2 separate regions of the Mus musculus genome follow, and region 2 is linked to region 1. Evidence: chromatin contacts called from public Hi-C data. All regions are on one chromosome and are shown on one strand. Each heading gives the region's core, a stretch centred on a gene start, on an enhancer-like site or on the middle of the called end of the contact. The rest is flanking DNA. Distances are from core to core; before and after follow the strand shown.

Region 1 (6,007 bases), core at 3,217-5,716:
CTAGTAAGATTTTAATATGTCCATGTGTTCTCGCAGTTTCAAATTACCCCAGTGAGTTTACAGGGTAGCTCCCTTCCTATTTCCAGAACTAACTCATGTATCATTCTGTACATCATGGGTGGTAGCAGACAATAGTGGTATTTCAGATCCATCCAAAGACTGATGTCATCCTCCTATCAAAGTAGACTCTTTTAAGGCAAGGCACAGATTAGAAAACCACTGTTTTACAATATGGAGGACCATAAGGGAGCCATGCCTGAGCTCAACAAATGTGTTGTGATGATCTACAGTCTTACTTCATACCATTACATTAAGAATTAAGAGAGCTTTGGTTGTCTCTTTTCCAGATAAAACCTCTGGGGGGAAATAATAAAACAACAATGTCCCAACTAAAAGCCCCCAAGTTCAGCAAAGCTTTGATACATCCAATAACAGAGTTTGGAAAATTTGGCAACTGTGTGTTATTCTATGTATTGCTCCCAAAATAGTGTTAATTTTTATTCTGCAAGAGAACAACTCCCCCGGCTTTTATTTGTAGCTTCCTCTGAACCCAGGCTGAGGCACAAATCTATGGCAACTGCACTGACGACAGTTAAGAGCGACAGCTCATATTGTATTCATAGTCACCTACTCTCCCCACCCAACTGCTGGAGAAAGTCATGTGCACAGACACCGGGTCCTTTATGTCAATGCCACCCTCTTGGCACTTCACTGCAATCTACAAGATATGCCCAGGCATGTCTATGGCCTAGAAGAACTGAAAATAAGTCACTTGAAAAGAGAAAGTCTTACCCTCCACCTGTCAGTTTGCATCGATGAACGTATCCTCATCCTTTGTCTCTGGAGCTCTCCACAAGCGCTGTTTCATACCTGGGGCATTCGGACTACAGCTTGAAAGACTACATACCAACCATCACCCCATGTTCCTCCGTGACCTTGCGCTCTGACATTAATCATAGGGTGCCTGCGATTCTCCCTTGGCCAAGTCTCCATATATTTCGATAGAAATAGGAAGTAGTACTTTGAGCTCTGACTCCGATAACCTGAATGTGACCCAACACCACCCTCCAGGAGCTGTGTCTCTAAGTGCTTCCATTCCTGTGAATGCATTTTGTAAGAAAGGCTGATGCTGCTGATCCTGGAAGCAAATACCTGTAATTCCAGACTTAAGGACATGGAAGCAACAGGATCAGAAGTCTGATCACGTAAGGTCTAAGAACACTAGACTGTATCTTGCCTGCTGCCATGCTGCCCACCAGGATGCTCATGGGCTTTACTGACATCTGCAACACTGAGCCCCAAATGAAGGACCTTCTTATAGAAGTTGGTTTGGTCGTGGTTTAGAAAATAAGTCTTTAAAACATAAAATACTCAAGAGTAGCATTTAGGAAAATAAATCCAGCGAGAGGAAGAGAAACAAAAGCCACAGGTTAAGCCTAGTGTAACACACATTTCATCACACCCTTGCCTCATGGATTCAAGTTCACTTTCTACCATTCTTCTTACCTTGAAAAAAGAATACAGAAATAATTTGGTCTGGGTGTTGGATTTCAAGCCTAGGGCCCCTGGTACACTAAGAACGGAATCCACCACTTGGCTACTTACCAAACTCCAAAACAAGGGTTTTTGAGAACTGCTTGCTCTTACCCTCTCCAGGTTCTTGGTTTGTTTTCTCCTCCTCCTCCTCCTCCTCCTTCTCCTCCTCCTCCTCCTCCACTTCCTCCTCTCTACCTCCCCCTCCTTCTTCTTCTCCTCTTCCTCCTCCCCCTCCTCTCCCTCCTCCCTCTTCTCTTCCTCCTCTCCTCCTTCCCCTCCTCCTCCTCCTCTTCCTCCTCCTTCTTTGCATAGTTGTACATACACGTGTACACACTTGTAGGTGTGCTCACCCATGCAGGTGTGTGTGGCCACAGGTTGCCATCAGAGTGTTTTCTGTAATTGCTTCTCCACTCTGAAAACTGGTTCTCTCATTGAACCTGCAGATGGCCATTCTAGACTGCCTGGTCAAAGAGCTACAAGGAGGCACTTGTTTCTGTCTGTCGGTGCTGGGATTACAACAGTTCATCGCCACACACCTCTGCATGTGGGTGCTGGAGATTTGAACTCGGGTCCCCAGGTTTGTGCAGAAAGTGCTTTGCCCACTGAACCATCTCCTCATCCCCAGCGCTGGGTTTCTTATATTTTCTATCTCTTTAAAACATAAAAATGTACTGCATCTCTGTCTAGAGTGATAAAACTGTTGTGATAATAAGGTATTTTTTTTAATGTCCAGAGGACATTCTCAGATGTCATAAATGCCTTTCCAAATGTTTGAGCTCCAAATAAATTCAAAATGCATTTAGTAGAATGTAATTCCTCTTCTCATTTAAACCCAGGAGGGCTTCAAGGAAAACACAATTCAAGTGTTTCTTGAATTTATTGTTTTACACTTGAGTCAGCCAAATGTGATTTGAAAACAGATGCTTGATATAAAAAAACCAAAAACCAAAAAAAACCAAACAACAAAAACAAAAATATAAACCTTTAAATGAATGTTGTTAGGTTTCCTTGGTGTTCTCTCTCTCTCTCTCTCTCTCTCTCTCTCTCTCTCCCTTCCTTCCTTCTTTCCTTCCTTCCTTTCTTAAAAGAGGAAGAAAGGAGTCTAATATAAACTTTCTTAAAATTCTCTAACTACAACCAGAAAATTAAGCCACAAATATACTGACCCTAGTGCTTTTCTTTGTTTGGCCACATGTCACGTTGTCTTGTATATTTGAAGGGTTTTATTGCTGTGAAAATACACCACAACCATGGTGACTCTCATAAAGGAAAACAACTAATTGGGGCTGGTTTACAGTTTCAGAGGTTCAGTCCATTGTGGTGGGAAACATGGCAGCATGCAGGCAGATATGGCGCTGAGAGTTCTACATCTTAATCTGAAAGCAGCTAGGAGCCTGAATATGTTTCACACTGGGAGTAGCTTGAACATTTAAGACCTCATGTCTGCCTCAACAGTGACACATTTCCTATAGCAAGGCCACACTCCTCTAATAAAGCCAAACCTTCTAATAGTGCCACTCCCTATGGCCAAGGATTCAAACACATGAATCTCTGGGACTATACCTAGCCAAACCACCACAACCACAGAAAACATCTTCATGCTGAATAGACAGCTCTAGTTTGGACACTGAGAGGAGGGAAAAGTTGAGTTCCTGGTCACATGTTACAGATGCTCATTTTAAAACATCATAGTAAAAATAAACGTACTCTTAAAGAAGCAAAACATGAAATCTGAGATCATGGATTCGATTACTAATCCTACTTTACATGCTGAGTAAATATAGCAATTCACTCACCTGCCCAAGCACCAGTTTTCTCATTTGATCAACGTGGATAACAATACCTATCTTGCAGGCTACGAACAGGCCGTTCTGGAGATTGCTATCAACCCCTTCTATGTATATATCTCCCTTTTGTCCATCTGGGAAATAAAACATGAAACAATATGTCTGCTGCAGATACTCTTTTCCTAGACCTGATATTAGTGATAACCGTTGCGAACAATTAAAAAAATGTTTTAAAAATTCTTTTAAAAAGAAGAAACATGTTTGCTCTTCCTTAAATGATCTTAGGGTAGGCATCAGCTTTAAAATGAATCTGGAAGTAGTTTACCTTTGGTCCTTTTATGCATACACACACACATGCACACACATGCATACCTACACACACAGGTTTACCTAGAGCCATACAAGAGGCAACAAAGAAAAAAAATCCCAAGAAGGCTCTCCATTTACACAAATGTAAAAGTCAAGGGACAACCTTGTTGAGCCAAAATATTGCACAGTTTTCTGTCATTCTCTCTTGGGTTGCATCTGTGTTAAAAAGATTCTCCCCAAAAGTGGCAAGGGGCACCCTTTCCTGAATTCCCAGCTCTTGTCAGGAATAACAAATTTCTAAAGAACTAAATTAAAAAGAAAGTTCAAAAAGGAAATCTCTCTTCTAGTCTTTCTTATTGCACAGTACAAATGGCTAAGGACTCCAAGGGAGACCACCATAAACTCTGTAGAACAAAGTGTAGTATTTCACTGTGAATTAGCCTGTTAAAAAAAATGTTACAAAGCAGAGCTCATTGTTTTAGGATTTACTGTTCCACACATCCTAAAGATATGATAAGAAACTATGAAGTCAGCACTGTAGCTATTGAGACAGCGAGAGCAGACAAGCTCCATCCAGAAACAAATAGATTTCCTACAGACCTGTGATCTTGCTTATCTAAGAGGAAGGTTTTGTTTGCTTGTCAATCAAGCAGAGCAGATCTTCTGGGCGCGCGGCCACACCTTGGACTGGGGAAGCTCAGGAAGGAAGGAATGTGGGAAGGAAGAGGGGAGAGGCCATTTCCTGATGGGTCAGCTGCTGGCAAGTGTCTGGACCCTGGGAAAGCTGTGGTGTAAGCCTTCCTCTCCTTGGAGAGCAAGCAGAGCAGCAGGAACAATGGTGTGAAACTCTGCCGGTAACTCCCAGGTCACGCCTGGAGCAGCATGGTCCACCGGCAGCAGGTTATGCCTCAACATGTCCTGGACTCTCGGCAGCCTGCTGTTTAAACCTCCCTGTGCAATCCCTCTGCCAACATGAAGCATATTCTCAAGGCAATTTCTCTCCAAGGGAGACAAAGAGCATCTAGCACTGGGTTAACTGAAAAGCCATGGCATGGGAGAAAAGGCCTTCTAAGACTCTCAGACTGCCAATCCCAGAGATCTTGACTGACAGTTCTTATGTTTTAACATCCCAAGTGATCTTTTTATGTTCAGTTTCTGATTAATCTGCAGAGCATCCTCCTGTGTTAGGCTACTCAGGATCTGTAGAATGAGTTAAAAGACACCATTCCCTGCTCCAGGCTTGGTCTCCCCACGCTCTGAAAGGGCTGTGCCAAGGAAACTTACTTCTACTGTTAATGTCTCAGCTAAAAGGTGCTTAATCATTGTAAGAATTTCTTAGCTGGGCGTGGTGGGTACATGCATATAATTCCAACATGTGGGAGGTGGGGGCGGGGCCATCAGGAATTTGAGGTTATCCTGAACAACATAGTGAGTTCATGTCCAACCTAGAATACAAAGTACAAAATCTGAAGAAAAACGAAACAAAACTACAAAAATGAAAACAAGGACCAGCTGGGTTGGTGCAGAGGAAAGCCAAGATAAACCAAGAAAAAAAAAAATAAAACACATCAATTTAAAAATACCTTATTCAATATTCAAGACAAGATTTCCTACTGTTCCTAGTCTAAGAGACTAGTTTAGGGTAATCTCTTTCCCTCCCTTCCTCTTTCACACAGTGTAAGCAGGGCATTTGGCTCCTCCCTAGCACAGTGCAAGCCTCCATGTTCTTTAAATCTGGTACATTCCTGCCCTCTAGAGGACAGAGTTCCAATCACTGCTAGGATCAAACAGTTGCTTTGTGGAGACTGAATTGTCAAATTCATAGCCGTGAAGTACTCTTGGCTCACACAGGCACAACAGCTTTCAAAAAAATAATCTTTCTTCAGGTGATTCCCAGGCATCAAATTTACCTAAAGGTCATTTTTCTTATAAACAGGAGTAGTTCGTTGTTGGTGAAAATGTAATACCATATGGATTTATTTCTCTGTTTTTCCTACACGTGCTTAAATTGGCCAAAACAGTGGCAATGAGCTTAAGCCAATGTCTTTGGAGCTTCTCCCTAATCCTCACCCCTCAGTTCTCAACACAGGAGTCCAAGAGCGCCAGGAAGATCATCCAAAGAAGTCATTCTTCAATCCCTTTAAGCCGATGGGGCTTTGCACTTCCCGGGCAGGATTGAAGCAGCCAGACACATGCTGTCGCCTTCTCCTCCACTAGGAGAACTTCCTAGCAGAGCCAAGAGGGCCAAGTGACGTTCTCCAAGTGACGTTCTCCAGGCCACAGAGTTGGATTGAGGCATATGGTGCAATGGAACCCAAACTGCTGATAATGTTTTTAAGCCTGTGGCATCAGTTTTCTATTCAAAGACCAAGCCA
Region 2 (5,399 bases), core at 2,224-4,723, 330 kb after region 1:
TTGTAGTGCTTCTGCAGTTTCTCTAGAGAGTGTATGGGATTGACTTTGGTTATTTTGTGAAGTCTTCGACATTAAAACTGCAGGTCATTTCAGCTGGTCCAGCCGGAGCAAGCACTGAGCACACACAGAGATCCCAGCGACAGACGTGTCAGTGTGTGGCAAGCATTCCCCGGCCCCTCTCCCCAGCAGTTAGGATAAACAGACACCAAAGGTCATTTCTGCAGAAAGCTGTTCCTGGCTGAGTGCTCCAGCCAACACGCTCCAGCTCCTACCCTGAAGCCATCACCACCGATCACTGATGTTAGTTTAAAAAAAAAAAGTGTTCTTCCTGTTTCCTCTCCTGATTCATTTCTGAAAGGATAATGTGGCCACACGCACAAAGGAGCCTTGTCCGAATCCAGGAGCTCCACTGGCATCCTGGCTGGACTCCAGGAACCCAAGTGTTGGAAGACTGGATGAGGTGCAAAGCTAGGAAGGAAACAAAAATCTCCCATCAGCTGCAAACAAGCTCTCCAACTCTGCTTGTTGAGATGCCTTGCAATTCGCTTCCCTGCCTGGGGGAGAAGCCAGTTCTAATTTGCATAAACAAGACATAAATGGCTATTGTAGCACTGTCTTTCTACAATGTGACCCATTATAAGGCACACAGACATAGCCTCCATGCCGCGGGTCCCCACATTGTTTATAGGCATCTACTGGTATACAGTGGCCTCTCCAGGTTGGTGAAGTATCCTAGCACACTTGCTCCTGACAGCATCATTTTCTTTAGAAGACCAAGCCTGCTGGGTCATGGCAGTGCACACCTTTAATCCCAGCACTCAGGAAGCAGAGGCAAGTAGATCTCTGCGAGTTTAGGGCCAGCCTGGTCTAAAGAGTGAGCCCAGGACAGCCAGGGCTCATTACACAGAGAAACCAAAATCCAAAAACAAGAATGAGGAGGAAGAGGAGGAGGATGGGAGAGGAGGAGGAGGAGGGGGAAGAGGAGGGGGGGGGGAGGAGGAGGAGGATCCAGCCTCTCATCCCACTTCACAGGCCACACATCACCTGTTAGTATCCCTTCCTAAGAGCTGATTTCAGCAGGTAGAAGGAATGGAGATAGCACCAGGATTGCTGAAAGATGGCACTTTCATCTTATACACATCTTATTGGAGTCTAGCTGTCTTTAATACACTTGGCTCCACTGGATGGCAGTTTAATGATTTAAGAAAGAGATGTCGGTGGGGCATTCTCAAAGCACAAAATGCATGAGGGTGGTGGGGTGAAGGAGACAAAAGAGGCATGAGAGAACAGATATCTGCCATGGAGAGAAAGAACCCTCTGGCGATGGGAACTGGACAAGTGGCTCATTGGTTAAGAGTGCTTGATGCTCTCACAGAGGAATGGTGTTCCAGTGGCCTATAACAGCCTGTGACCCCAGCTCCATCGAAACCAAGTGTCCTCATCTTCTCTGGCCTTCATAGGCACACACTCACATTCATGTACACACACACACACACACACACACACACACACACTTTAAAAAGAAAGAAAGAAGAAACCTCTGTTGAGGAAGAAAGAACTGGCAAAACCTAGGCTCTGTGTCTGCCCTGACATAGTGCCTCTCCCTACCCAACACAACAGTACACCTTTGATGAGGTTGTATTTGTACCAGAGGTTCCATGACATGAGACTGTAGAGCAAACTAAACAGAAGTAGCAGAGGGAGTCATTTCAGGTCCATCACATAGTGATAACAGCGAGTTAGGTTCTCACTGACTAGACTGGGGGCTTATCAGAGGGAGAATCAGGGGAGAACCAGTTCTGAAAGATGGCACTATGTCAGAGAGACTTCAGAAACTATGCTGAGGCTCCTCATAAGCTCAGTGATGCTCTTAGACCCAGTAACAGAGGTTCTGCCTTGGGCACCCAACCATGACGGTGGCTACATTCAGTGGAGCAAGAAGTTTGCATGGCCAAGGTGACCTCACTTCTTTGTATGCTTTCTTCCAGGTGTTTCCTCATAAGAATTTACTAATGGCTAGTGTGGTCCCCTTAAGCCCAAGTGATAGCTTTGGAAGGTGCTAACATGACTTGTTTATGAGAACACATGATCCCTCTAGATACTGATTAGAGTTCATGCTTGGAAGGAGAACTGATGGGCCCACTCACATACAACAACACTGCTGTATGCATGCTATGAAGACTTGAGAATTTCACACGTAAAGTCAGTTTTCCAACTCGTTATTAAAATATATTTATCAAAAAAGGAACAGCAGAAGGTTCCCTATCTAACGCTGTGCAGTTAGTCACAGGGTGTGTGACTGTCCCTTTGCTTCTTTTGGATCCCATGGGTTAGAGAGGTGGTAGTTAGAATATCCTTGGCCTGGGGAGTGGCACTATTAGGAGGTGTGGCCTTGTTGGAGTGGGTGTGACCTTTTTAGAGGAAGTGTGTTCCTGGGTAGGTAGGCTTTGAGGGTTCTATGTGCTCAAGCTCTGCCCAGTGCAGAAAAGCCAGTCTCATCCTGGCTGCCTTCAGAATAAGATGTAGAACTCTCAGCTCCTTCTCCAGCATGCTGCCATGTTTCCTGTCATGATGATAATGGACTGAACCTCTGAAACTGTAAGCCAGCCCCAATTAAATGTTGTCCCTTATATAAAAATTGCATTGGTCATGGGGTCTTTTCACATCAATAAAACTCTAAGACAGAGGGTAAGCCACTGGGTCTCATGTTCATTCGAGTAGCTAGAAAGTTTAAGAAGTAAGGAGAGGCTGAACATCTATGTCCTGTCAGGAGTGATCTGGGACCCTGACACCAGCCATGTGGACTCTTTGGGCTTCTGAGACCTTATAAAGCCTGTCTATTGTGCTAGAAGTTGCACTCAGTGTAACACTTGGTAAACAAGATAATCAGGATCTTGGTTCTCCAACAGGGAGACAGACAGCAGAGAAGAGTTTTGCCAGTGTTGCATAGGAATTAAAGCAGAAGGAATGCCATTGTCCTCCTTTGAATCGGACTTTCTCACTAAGAGCCAGCAAGATGGCTCAGCAGGTAAAGATGCTTGCCACCAAGCCTAAGTTCTATGCCTGGGACTTACTTGGTATGAATAGAAAACCTCTTGTACAAGATGTCCTCTGACTCCCATATACGTGTCATAGGGTGAATACACTCATACACATTCATACTTGCATACACAAGCACACACACAGACACACAGACACACTGGGGGAATAAACACAGTATTTTTTATTACTTTAAAAAGGGGGAATATTTTTCACAAAGCCCTGAATTAAAACACACAGAGAGAGAGAGAGAGAGAGAGAGAGAGAGAGAGAGAGAGAGAGAGAACAAAAACCTCCACAGACATCTGATTAGGGAATGTTTTACACTCCAGAGCTCACATGACCACATTTTTTTGTGATTAGCACACAGTTTCTCAGATAAGTGTTATTTACATTACAGAAACTAGTTCCAGAATCAATATGGATTGTTAATACCTTATCTCATCGCAGAAAGGAAAAACAATAAAGAACGTTGTGAGCCGTGCCTGGGAGGCTAGAGATGCACTGCTCAAGCAAAAGAAGCACAGGCCTGGGACAGCATCCATCGGACTTCATGTGGAAGCCAGTTGTCCCAACATGAGGCCCTAGGTCAGAAAGGTGGTGTAGTAGGAAGGTAAGGCTGGGAGATGATTTTTGCTTTCCTTGCTGTCTGATTGCATCACAACTAGGGAAGCCATCAGGAAGCTAAGATCCATTCAGATTTATGTAAGTCTATGACTTCCATGAAAAAAAAAACTTGATCCTAGTTGAGTTATCTCTTGTCTTTAAGTTGTAAAAAACACATAGAACAATATAAAGCAATAACAACCCAAAACAGATATAAATCATATGAAATGAACATGTAAATAAAGCTACTGAAGTCAGGGGCATATATACAATGGAGAAGTGATCAAATCAAACAAAGAAGCAGCCTGACCACTGAAAGAGGAAAGTTGATGAAATAAGATAGCAGGGTAGGGGGTGTGAAAAAGAAGAGCTTTCTTGCTATATTTAGGGGTGAGAGGGGACAAAAAAATCACTGAACTGCAATGAATAGGTAGATTATTTCAATAGAAATGAAATCTGAGAGGTCCTGGAACAAAATAAGTTAGATCTAGGAATCAAAGTGATGCTGTCCAGTAGAAACTGAAGAGTAAGACAAGTGTGTGCTCCTATTCTGATCAATCTGCATGAACGGGGTGACCACCAAGGCATCAGCAGCCAGGGACATGTGAGCACGATTTTAAGGACAAGAGAAAACCAACAGCACATACCAGCAGTGGCAGGTCAGAGGCCCACACTTGCTCCAGGAACACCAGAAGGAGCAGGTGACCTCACAGTCACAGGCAAGTGCCAAACAAGCCTCACGGTCCTCTGTGTCAATAACCTGCTATCAGAGCTGATTAGACACGAGTATCTAAAACACGCCTGGCCTTTCTCAGAGAAAAGAGCAACAGAAACACAAGCCACTGTGATAAGCTGCACATGCATACAGAACAAAGCTTGGCCAGCACAGTTCCAAAAGTGAGGGTTGATCTTTATGGGAAATGACTCAAACGTCCCCATGGACCTATTGAAGTCCATGTTTCATAGACTTGAGTACAATAGACCATCAACATAAATTTGAGACACAGGAAACCTGATTATGAACATAGCTCTGCCATTCTCTTTAGGGAACCCTTCAGCTTCTGGGGCTCATTTTCTTAACTGAAGAAAGAAACAAAACCTCCATGACCTATCCTACAGACAGTTGGGGTTAAAGCTGCTTTTTGAATTAGTGGTCTCTGCGATACATATCTGTTTCTTCAGTTATACCCCCGAGGCAAATAAAATTGTATTGTCAGTGGTCTCAGAAATTTGAAATGTTAATTAATTTAAGACTTCTGCACCATTATTTTGCACTAAAGTTGTATGGAAGTCTACTGTCTAGAACACAGGGAGGAATTCACATAGTAACAAGCTGAAGGGTTGCTACTCTTACCCTTTGGGGGACGACCTCACAGCTCCTTACATCTGATTAATTTAATGTGTGTATCTGCTCTTTAGACTCGTGATACAAACACTAGTGAAATATTAGATGAATCACAGAAGCTAGAGAGAATCTTCCCTCTAAGCCAGAAACTTTAAATTTTTAAAATATGGTTACAGCACATGAGAAAATCAGGTTGGCACTGGCTGAGAAGGGAAGGAGAGGGGAGGGGAGAGGAGGGGAGGGGAGGAGGGGAGGGGAGGGAAGGGAAGGGAAGGGAAGGGAAGGGAAGGGAAGGGAAGGGAAGGGAAGGGAAGGGAAGGGAAGGGAAGGGAAGGGAAGAAGGGAAAGAAGAAGAGGAAGAAGAAGAAGAAGAAGAAGAAGAAGAAGAAGAAGAAGAAGAAGAAGAAGA

The links. Hi-C and Micro-C count contacts between places; a contact is called where the count stands out from the background.
Region 2: a Hi-C map of extraembryonic endoderm stem cells shows a contact between it and region 1, with 2.7 times the contacts expected there. The contact joins two enhancer-like sites. A contact is called at or near these places in 3 of 484 Hi-C or Micro-C datasets (cerebral cortex, cortical neurons and extraembryonic endoderm stem cells), 3 of 115 datasets of contacts at active chromatin or transcription factors (large pre-B cells, pancreatic cancer cells and stem cell-derived neural progenitor cells) and 1 of 9 other capture datasets (embryonic stem cells).

The regions. Positions count from the first base shown.
Region 1 is chr13:110,962,930-110,968,936 of GRCm38.p6, forward strand. No RefSeq gene overlaps it. Among named protein-coding and RNA genes, the nearest start is that of 4930526H09Rik, 62 kb to the left of the region's middle. Within about 2 kb of position 4,467, at least 131 of the 459 cell types and tissues checked have an H3K27ac peak or open chromatin away from gene starts, as enhancers often do. A contact at or near this core is called in extraembryonic endoderm stem cells and pancreatic cancer cells, where this site is marked.
Region 2 is chr13:111,291,773-111,297,171 of GRCm38.p6, forward strand. No RefSeq gene overlaps it. Among named protein-coding and RNA genes, the nearest start is that of Actbl2, 39 kb to the left of the region's middle. Within about 2 kb of position 3,474, at least 19 of the 459 cell types and tissues checked have an H3K27ac peak or open chromatin away from gene starts, as enhancers often do. A contact at or near this core is called in extraembryonic endoderm stem cells and pancreatic cancer cells, where this site is marked.